2 separate regions of the Gossypium hirsutum genome follow, and region 2 is linked to region 1. The links are chromatin contacts, called in public Hi-C maps. All regions are on one chromosome and are shown on one strand. The core of a region is the stretch at or near the end of the contact, and the rest is flanking DNA. Distances in the headings are between cores, read along the strand shown.

The links. A called contact is a pair of places that touch in the nucleus more often than the background predicts.
Region 2: a Hi-C map of leaf shows a contact between it and region 1, with 2.4 times the contacts expected there. The contact joins the promoter of LOC107913633 here to the promoter of LOC107891281 in region 1. A contact is called at or near these places in 9 of 34 Hi-C or Micro-C datasets (callus, hypocotyl, leaf and 2 more).

The regions. Positions count from the first base shown.
Region 1 is chrA11:93,059,423-93,064,394 of Gossypium_hirsutum_v2.1, forward strand. LOC107891281 (cationic amino acid transporter 4, vacuolar) reads right to left here and starts at 3,264. Exons shown (of 14, transcript XM_016816038.2): 1 at 2,895-3,264; 2 at 2,300-2,501; 3 at 2,119-2,203; 4 at 1,885-2,025; 5 at 1,688-1,806; 6 at 1,500-1,596; 7 at 856-1,028; 8 at 678-744; 9 at 397-555; 10 at 36-297. The coding sequence starts at 3,054. It overlaps LOC107891302 (BTB/POZ and MATH domain-containing protein 4), which reads right to left. Exons shown (of 4, transcript XM_016816055.2): 4 at 4,492-4,972. The coding sequence ends at 4,738.
Region 2 is chrA11:93,196,483-93,201,067 of Gossypium_hirsutum_v2.1, forward strand. It overlaps LOC107913633, which reads right to left and starts at 1,957. Exons shown (of 10, transcript XM_016842281.2): 1 at 1,473-1,957; 2 at 504-726; 3 at 257-414; 4 at 10-155. The coding sequence starts at 1,572.

The sequences.
Region 1 (4,972 bases), core at 2,014-4,513:
ACTGCCATCTGAATGAACTTGTATACCTTGATTACCTTCAGAGAATTGCTTTTCAATAAGAGGATACTGAATTGAAGCCTCCCCATGATCTGACTGACTTGGACTTTGCTCGACAATATCAACATCATTAAATTCTTTTCTTTCCATCGACTGACTATCATCATCAAGTTGCTTCCTCACTGAATCAATGAACTGTTGAAGAGATGATGGAAGTGGCACCTCTTCTGGAGGAGCATATCTGAGTATTAAGATCGAAATTGCAACAACAGTGAATGCAAGCAGAGTACCAACACTAACCTGCACCAGAGATAGAAAAAAGCATCTTATGCTTAACAGACATACATTCTTCGCCACAAACTTTTGTACTTCATAGTTAATTGGTATGAAACAACTTACCATCCCGGACAATTCCGAAACATCCATAAAAAAAGCCAATACTGCAGCAAGCATACCGGTTGTCACTGTGCTCTTTACTGGAACATGGGTGCGTGTACTGATGTCAGAAAAGAATGCAGGTAATAATCCATCCCTGGCCATTGCCATCAAGAGTCGTGGCTGAAGAAATATGCATAAAGTCAAACATGTACAATACCCCATCCTCGTGCAAATTTAGAACCAGTTAAGCAGCAATAGAAGGATGAACCAGAATTACTAATTCTAAGTAAATATCAACTTACCTGAGGAAGAAGTGAACCCATCAAACTTGCACAGAGAGCAGTAACTGCCCCAGCTGTGACTATGTATCTACAAGTATAAAAACCGAACATGGAGTTCGAAAGTAAGTTTTGGAGCGCAGGCCTTAAAACTTAAAGAATGAAACAACACCATGAACTACCAAAAGAATACAATGCTTACGCAGCCCACTGCATTCCGTTGGCAGAAAAAGCTGAGGAGATAGGAGTGTCTGGATTCAATGCATAGTATGGAACTAAGCCGACAATAACAACTGATACGAGCATGTACAAAATACAACACAGTGTCAAAGTCATCCCTATGCCCAACGGTAAATCTCGTAAAGGTCTTTTTGTCTGCCATGAAGAGGGGGAAAGGATATATATCAAAAAGAGATCATAATAAGGTGGCTTGTCAGCCATGCGAATCGACTCAACATAAAAGGACATATTAGTACTTAGGGTACTTATTTTATCTATGGTAAATCTCGTAAAGGTCTTTTTGTCTTCCATGAAGAAGGGGAAAAGGATACATATCAAAAAGAGATCATAATAAGGTGGCTTGTCAGTCATGCGAATCAACTCAACGTAAAAGGACATATTAGTATTTAGGGTGCTTATTTTATCTATGGTAAATCTCGTAAAGGTCTTTTTATCTGCCATGAAGAGGGGGAAAAGGATATATATCAAAAATAGATCATAATAAGGTGCCTTGATAGCCATGTGAATGGACTCAATGTAAAAGGACATATTAGTATTTTGGGTGCTTATTTTATCTATGGTAAAGAGAGATAATGGCAGGAGAGCATCATGAAAATCCGGTAATACCTCTTCAGCAGCACCAGTAACTGCATCAAAGCCTATATATGAAAAAAACACAATAGCGGATCCTGCTAGCATCCCATTTAGCCCAAAGGGGAAAAACCTGCAAACTTGAAAGGAAAACATAAAAAGGAGAGTAAAGCATACAAAAATAAAAAACTGTGCAAAGTCGAAGAAAAAATCATTATAGCTACCCGCCATGAAGTTCATAACCAACCCATCCAGTCTTGCAAGCCAAATAGCCACCAGCTACTATAATGAAAAGCATGGCACACACATTCACCGTTGTAACAATTGTTTGTACCAGTGAACTCTGTAATATCAAGTGTTAAATGAAAGCATTTACAAAAAACTAGATACACCTAAAACAGATAGAAAACCAATAGTCTACCTCCTTTATTCCGGCACACAGCAGAAACGTGACGATAAGAACTAAAATGGCTGCACAAGGATCCACCACAACTCCGAGCTGAGGGATTGTGTGACGAACCAAAAAGGCAGGCAGATTACCTTCACCTCCCAAAAATAAGGCCTGAAACACACAGCAATGAAGATCTTACAACATTCGCTCAAGTGAGGTAATAAATTACAGTATTATGCCAAAATTTTAGAAGTAAATCCTCACTATATTGGGTGATATGCCACCAGCAATAGCAGCACCACCAATTGTGTATTCTAGAATCAAAGACCAACCGATCAACCAAGCAACACTGCAAGTAACCACATTCTTACCTTACAAACCGAAATCAGATGCAATTATATAGAAAAACTGGAAAATATAAAATGATCCAATGATTTTAGTTTACCTTTCCCCTATGCATATATAGGTATAATGATATGCACTCCCAGCAGATGGGCAACGACTAGCAAGCTCTGCATAACAAAATGCGGAGAGTGCGGCAGCTAGTCCGGCAATGAGAAATGAAACAGTAAGAGCAGGTCCTGTGTGCTCTCTAGCAACTGTTCCAACAAGAACATATACCCCAGCTCCAATGGTTGTCCCTACTCCTGATTAATACAACATTCATTTAACAAATGTCAATGTGTATGAAACATCTAAAACGACTACCGCTATAGCTCCAAACATGAATTAAAATCCTTAAAGAAAACCAACAAACACCCATCACCCCCACATTCAACAAGCTCAGTATTCAGTCACCCTGGTTCCATCTCCATGACTAAAACTGCACTAAAGACCAAATTTTCAGAGAAACAACCAACACTTTTGCTTCAAAACAAAAACCAATAAAACAGGAGAGCACAGGAATAAACTGAAATGCCTATAAAACCAGAATATATATATATATCAAATGAAAATATGAGATAAGATGAACAAAAAATAAAATAAAATAAACCCAAATAGCAGAAGTACAAATTGAAGCAAATTAATAGCAGGAATACCAATGGCAGTGAGGTCAAGAGCAGTTAGTTTCCTGGCTAATTGGTGACCTTCTCTCCTTACATGGACCGAATCAACTTGTTTTCTTCTAACTAAGCTTTTGAAACCCTTTGAACACTTTGAAAGTAGTGCTTCACCCTTGTCTTGCATACTAACAATCATACTTCAAAAAAATTCCTTTTGTTTACTTCCTGTTTTGTTGGGTGAAAATTTTATTAGTAGAGAATAAAAAGAAAGAGCTTTTGATGAATTTACAGGAAACCCATATGACAAATAATGTTAAAGAATTAGAAAGAAGAAAGGTTTTTGACTTTTTGGAGATAACTGAGAGGCAGAGAGATAACAGCTTTGGTCTAAATATGGGGCGAACACGTCGTGGTTACGTGTAAAAGAGTCTTCATATTTATATCCCCATCCAATCTAAACAAAGAAACCATTAAAACAGCATTAATGCGATAACATCAGTTAAATTTTTGTTTTTTTTTTTTTTGTCAATTACAATTTTCTTCTTGTTGAAATACCATTCACAATTTAATATTGTACAACTCCATCAAAATAATTATGAAATAGCCTTTTTAAGTATTGATACTTAATGATAACTAATTTTTAATTACAGAATAAATAAATATATGATATCTTTTTTTATAAAGTTAAAACAATTTATTTTTATTTTATCTATAAAAAAATTTACTATATATATTTTTGAGTACTTTTTATTATATTAATATGAAATATATATATATTACTAATACTGGTAATTGAGGAATGTGAAAGTGAAAACTACATGCTTATGTAATGAAACACATAATCTGTTATGTATCGCATAATTTGATATATATATATGTAATATATATAATTGAAATTATATTTTGGCTTATTTCATAGTGAAAAAAGAAATTATGTAATACATATATTTATAAAATATATATAAAAATAATATATGAAATTTTGGTTAAATGATAAAAATATAATTACTAAAAAATATTGGGGTTTGAATTTAAATCTTATTATATTTATTCATATTTCTATTTTTCAATATAAAATATATAAAATAACAAAAATATTTTCAAAATATTATAATTTACTTTATAAAATAAAAGTAAACTCATCATTATCTAATTGACTCGTGACTCCAAATTATTTTTTGGATCATCATTATTCGACACCTAAAATATTCTATGCAAGAAACTAGTACTTACAGTTTGGATACAACTTTTAAAATTAAAAAAAAAAAAGTAAAATTTAAGCTTTTAAAATTGGAAAACATCAAGCCTTCTATCATGTATAGTTTGTTTGTATATAAAATTACAAAAGTGAAAGTGAGGCCTATAAAATACTTTAGCCAAAGATCCAATCAATCGCTTCAAAGGATTTTCTTGTTTTAAAGGAAAGAATAAAAGAGCTGCTTTCTGAACCTAATCACTGAATCCGTCTAGGTTCTTACAAGCGACAACATGAGAATCAACACGCATATATTTACATACAGTAATACTTTATGGTTGGTAAACATGATTTTCAATGGATTTTTTGTTTTCTTTTTTAAGATTATTTATTTAATATTTTTATACAAACCTAAAGAGCAAATTATACTGTAGCATGTGCCCAACATAAGTACATTGCAAAGGTAACTTAGTCACAGACACAACATACAATACAACAACATGAAAACATTAAAAGAAAAAAGAAACATTCATAAGATAGAGATAAAAAGAGGCCAAGGCAAATGTTTTCCTCGCTAATTAATAGTTTTTCTTTTCTTTTCTTTTGCTTTATCCCTATCTAATGTCCTCCAAAGTTAGTTGTAAAAACAATGTACCAATATTCCCATCAGCTGCGGCTGCGGCATCATTCCTCTCGCCTTGGACTCCCCTCGCCATCACCACCACCATCAAGCTGAACCCACATGCCTTGATTTTGTTCCCCTCCGTTTTCCCAGGTTTGTTGCCTTACACTCCGGTTAATTGTATCACCACCATCAGAAAGATGTGCCCACACGCTCCGGCTCTTTCCGCCACCACTGAATTCTTCCTCACATCCCGCAACGGTCTTGAGTAGCTCTGACTGCAGTGATGGGCAGTTT
Region 2 (4,585 bases), core at 707-3,206, 140 kb after region 1:
CCAAAATACCTGGAAGAGAAGGATTATAGTGACAAGAATAATTCCAATAGCCATTGAACTACTGTAGTAAAAAGGAACCCACTTGCTGGCAAATGGTGCCAAGAGCAACAAAACAAATCCTAAAGCTAGAAACACAAGCCTCCATCGCTGAAAATCTGCAAAAAGATAAAAAATAAAGTTCAATTTCAACAAACTAACAATTACAATCAAGTACATAATTTCTTTTAAAAGGAACACAAATAACACATAATCATACCTTCTTCAAGAGCAACCGTGACAGAGCCAGACACATCACCTATAAACTTCACATCTATAAATCTATCATCATAAGGTGACATGACAGAGAGCCATATACCCTTTTCCACCGCCTTCCAATTTTCATGCTCACACTTGCATAATCCAAGTGAAGCATTCCTGCAAGAATTTTTCAGTCACCAAATGTGACAACAAACTTCTGAAGTGTTTTCATGCAGAAGAAGAGTAGATTGAGAGTCAAAACTTACCGATGAAAGCAAACATGTATTTTGCTGTGTAATCTTTCTGGTATTAGGACAGATGGAGCTAAAGTAACTCGAACGGAACTGGCATAACTCCTGAGCATCAATCTTGAGTGACCAGAAACTCGAATTCGGTCACATGATATAACATCTTTTGAACCATGGACAGATGAGTGCCCATAAAGGGGAGCTGGGTTAACATCTAGTGCTGGACTTCCTAAGTCAATGCCTGCAATTATAAAACCTACTACAGTTGAAAACGACACAAAAAGTATGGCAAGGGTGCAAGATAGAACTAAAAAAACATGGACCAAGGTCATGCATTATAGATTTCCATCAAGTTATTGAAATAAACCCACCTTCACCTCCGGTTCACAAATTGCATAATATACTTTCTACAGGGTAAACCTGAAGGGAACACTGATAGAGCTCAGTTTCTAAATTAATTAATTACAAAGCATTAAGTGATCATTCAATCCATGCATTTATCCAAACACTAAAAAAGCCTTCATAGCTCTCCAAGGCTACAACAAGTATTTGGCACGTCTAATCTTAGTAATTTATAGTTAAAACAACCTTTAGCTGTCAACCTTTTCTAGGAACGCCTAAAGAAACCTGCGGGAAACTGATTACCAGTGATGAGAAATGAGAAAATAAGTAAATAGTACAGTTTCTATGAAGCAAAGGCTACTGTAAAAATGGAAATCAGAGACCAACCCAAAAACCTAAGCAGATATTCTTATTGTTCCGTTCATCTTCTTCGGAAATTAATAAATTGAAGCAGTTGCAATTCAGGTTTCTAAACCAATCGAAGAACAGCCACGTTAAAGGAATGAGAAAAAATAAAATAAAATAAAAACCCGAACCTAATTTGCCAAACCATTTCAAAGCAAGCAAAGAAAATAGAATCATCCAGATGACAAACATAGTTGAATCCAATGAGGAACAATAAAGGGAATTATCAGATAGTTATACCTTTAAATTGTGAGATCGCTTGAGAAGCACATGATGAAAAGAAAAAATAATATAATAATAATAAGAAGAGGCTAAGAGAAGAGGAAGCCATTGTCGACATCCCTCTTCCACCTCTCTCTCTCTCTCTCTCCCTGTTTTCAAGCTGATTTGTAAATAGAAACTTCAAAGAGGAAAACGGACGCTTTTCATTACAGTTAACATATTTTAAAATTAAATTGCACGGCTATTGGTGGAAAATTAAAAAATATATATTTAATATAATTAGAGACCGACTAAATTACCATTAAATGTCGTTTTTTTTTAATTTATCAGATTAGGCTGTTTTTTTGGAAAAATTAAAGGATTAGACAAATTTTTTAAAGCATTTTCGCGGAGACTCATTTTCAGGTGTAATTTAAGAAAATGCTCTTAGGTAGATGTGTTTTCTGCATGCTGTCAGTAAAATACTTCTAACTGAAGCGTGTTTACTGGAAGCTTTTCATCCCAGCAGTGGCTAGTTTCCAATGACTAATTAAATAGCCTTCCTCAGCCCCCAACGGCTAATTAAATAGTACCTACCACCTCCCCCTTATAAACCCTCATTTCTATTTTTCTCACAAATACTTTAAAAATTCTCACATTCTCATATTCCCAAATCTCTCAAAATTCTCTCAATCATTTATTAAATTCTTATTTAGATTTTATTTCTCTACAATTCTTTTATTAGAATTATATTAATATTTTTTTTAAAATATTTTTATTAAAAATTAATCCGTGTTTTTTGAAATTAACAAATGGTCAAATCTCTAATTCGTTTTGATGGCAGCCACATTTCTGTCAACCAATTGTAAATGGTAAGAATATTTTTTAAATATATTTCAATTTTGTTTAATTTTTTATTTTATTGTTATATTTAAAATTAATTTTTGAATTTTTTTTACATAAATAGGCAGAAAATAGAATTTTGAAGTGCTACATTTATAATCTACTCGCTCTTGCATCACCTTTGATCGAATCGTACTTGAGGGAAGCCGATTTTTCGCACGTGTCCCTTGTAGGTTGGGGGTATAAGTTGGACCCGACACTCGTAAGTGCGTTGGTGGAAAGGTGGAGACCCGAGATGCATACATTCCATCTTCCATGTGGCGAGTGTACTATCACTTTGGAGGACATGTAGTTACTGTTGGGTTACCGGTGAATGGGTCGGTAGTCACTGGGTCAATTTATGCGGCCGATCAGAGAGGCGCATGCGATGAACTTTTGGGTTTGGTTCTAGAGACGATTTATAGAGGCTGTATCGAAATGAGTTGGTTAAGAAGAAACTTTAGAGAGCTTGATGCGGATTCGACTAAAGTTGAAAGAGAATGACACACTTGGGTATACATCTTTCAGATCATCGGGGATATCATGATGCCAGATAAGTCACAAAATCTCGTCCATCTAAGGTGGCTGATGAAACTCGTCAACTTTAGAGAAGTAGGCGAACTTAGTTAGGGGCCAGCCGTGTTAGCAACCTTATACTGGGAGATGTGTCTAGCGATGCAATCACATAAAATTAAAATTGGTGGTTACATTCTACTACTGCAGTCATGGGCATCGTACCGTCTGTCATTTTTACATCTTCGAGCGAACTACTCATATGCATTTCCCCTCATAACAAGGTAAAATTCATTAGATGATATATTTACCATAATAAAATTAATTAAAATTTTAATTATTATGCTAACAAGTTATTTAAATAGGTAAAACCATGAGCCGAGTTATGTGGGATTACCAAATGAGCTTCGAGAATACGGCTTCTATTAGACCAACGATCGGAAGCGGATGTATGTATTTATTTAAATTGGAATTAGATAATATTAACATAGTTGATTTGAGATTCAATAGTATACAAATATCTTTAAAGTTTTTATTATTTTAATATAGTTTGAATGGACATCATACGAGGATCCAACGATTAAAGAATACATCCCTGAATAATTCTTTGTGAATTCGAACATTTGGCACATGAAGATGCCATTAGTAGTGTACGCTACCGTCAAGATGCACGAGTCGGATAGAGTGTTGCAGCAATTAGGTTCGACAATCAATTCTTGTGGCACCTGAAGACCTTGATGATGTGTGTCCTATCAACTTGCAGGGTTGGATGGGTGAGATTGGTCAATATTCCATGTGCAATACATCAACATATGGGACAACAGGTACGAATTCTTACCTACTTGCAAGGCTATTGTCGCTCTGGACTTAGTCTGTGATTCAGATTACATGTCATAATTTAGCATCCATGGCAAGCCACACTTATATGGAAAAGAGGCTAGGAGTTGATAACCACATACGAGGAGGCCATGACGAGCCCCTATACATCTAAGGACTGGCGGGGCAAGTCCATCATTAGCACCTATGCAAGAAATGATACCGATTGTAACACCACCAATGGCCGCACCAACCACTAGTCAGTATGTACTGTCTTACTCTAGTACGTATATGCCAAGTTTTATTTTCCTGCTTCTACTTCTATGCCAAGTTTTATTTTTGGACCTCCGCCCTCGATGTATTACACATTCATGCCATCTACATTTCTGAAAACGGCGATGTCGTCGCCGTCGTATAAGTCGTGTAACATCCTATACTCGATCCGGTCACCAACCTAAGCTATAAGGCGTTACAACTATAAAACTTTAATATTTTTCATAATTTATTTAAAGATAATCAAAATAATTCATCACCAATCATTTCCATGCTTTTCAATCAATTTGGGACCTAATTCAAACTTACGGAACATTTAAAATAAATTGAGATCAATTCTGGATTAAATTGAAATTTCTATGAAAATTTTGAACAAAAGTGTAAACAAGGGTCACACAATTGTGTGGCTAGGCCATGCGATAAAAGCCAGCTTGTGTAGCCCCAAACATGGTCGTGTGGCCACTTCACATGCCCGTGTTCGCAGACTGTGTAACTAACTATGACCGTGTGAAAAATCCTGTACCTAAAATCAAATAGCCACACGGCCGTGTGGGAGACTGTGTGTGGCACATGGGCGTGTGCATCTAAAATAACTTCAAAACCAAGCATTTTCATCTACCATTTCTAAAGTTCCAAGCCAAACCATTTCCAATCATTTTTACCTATTC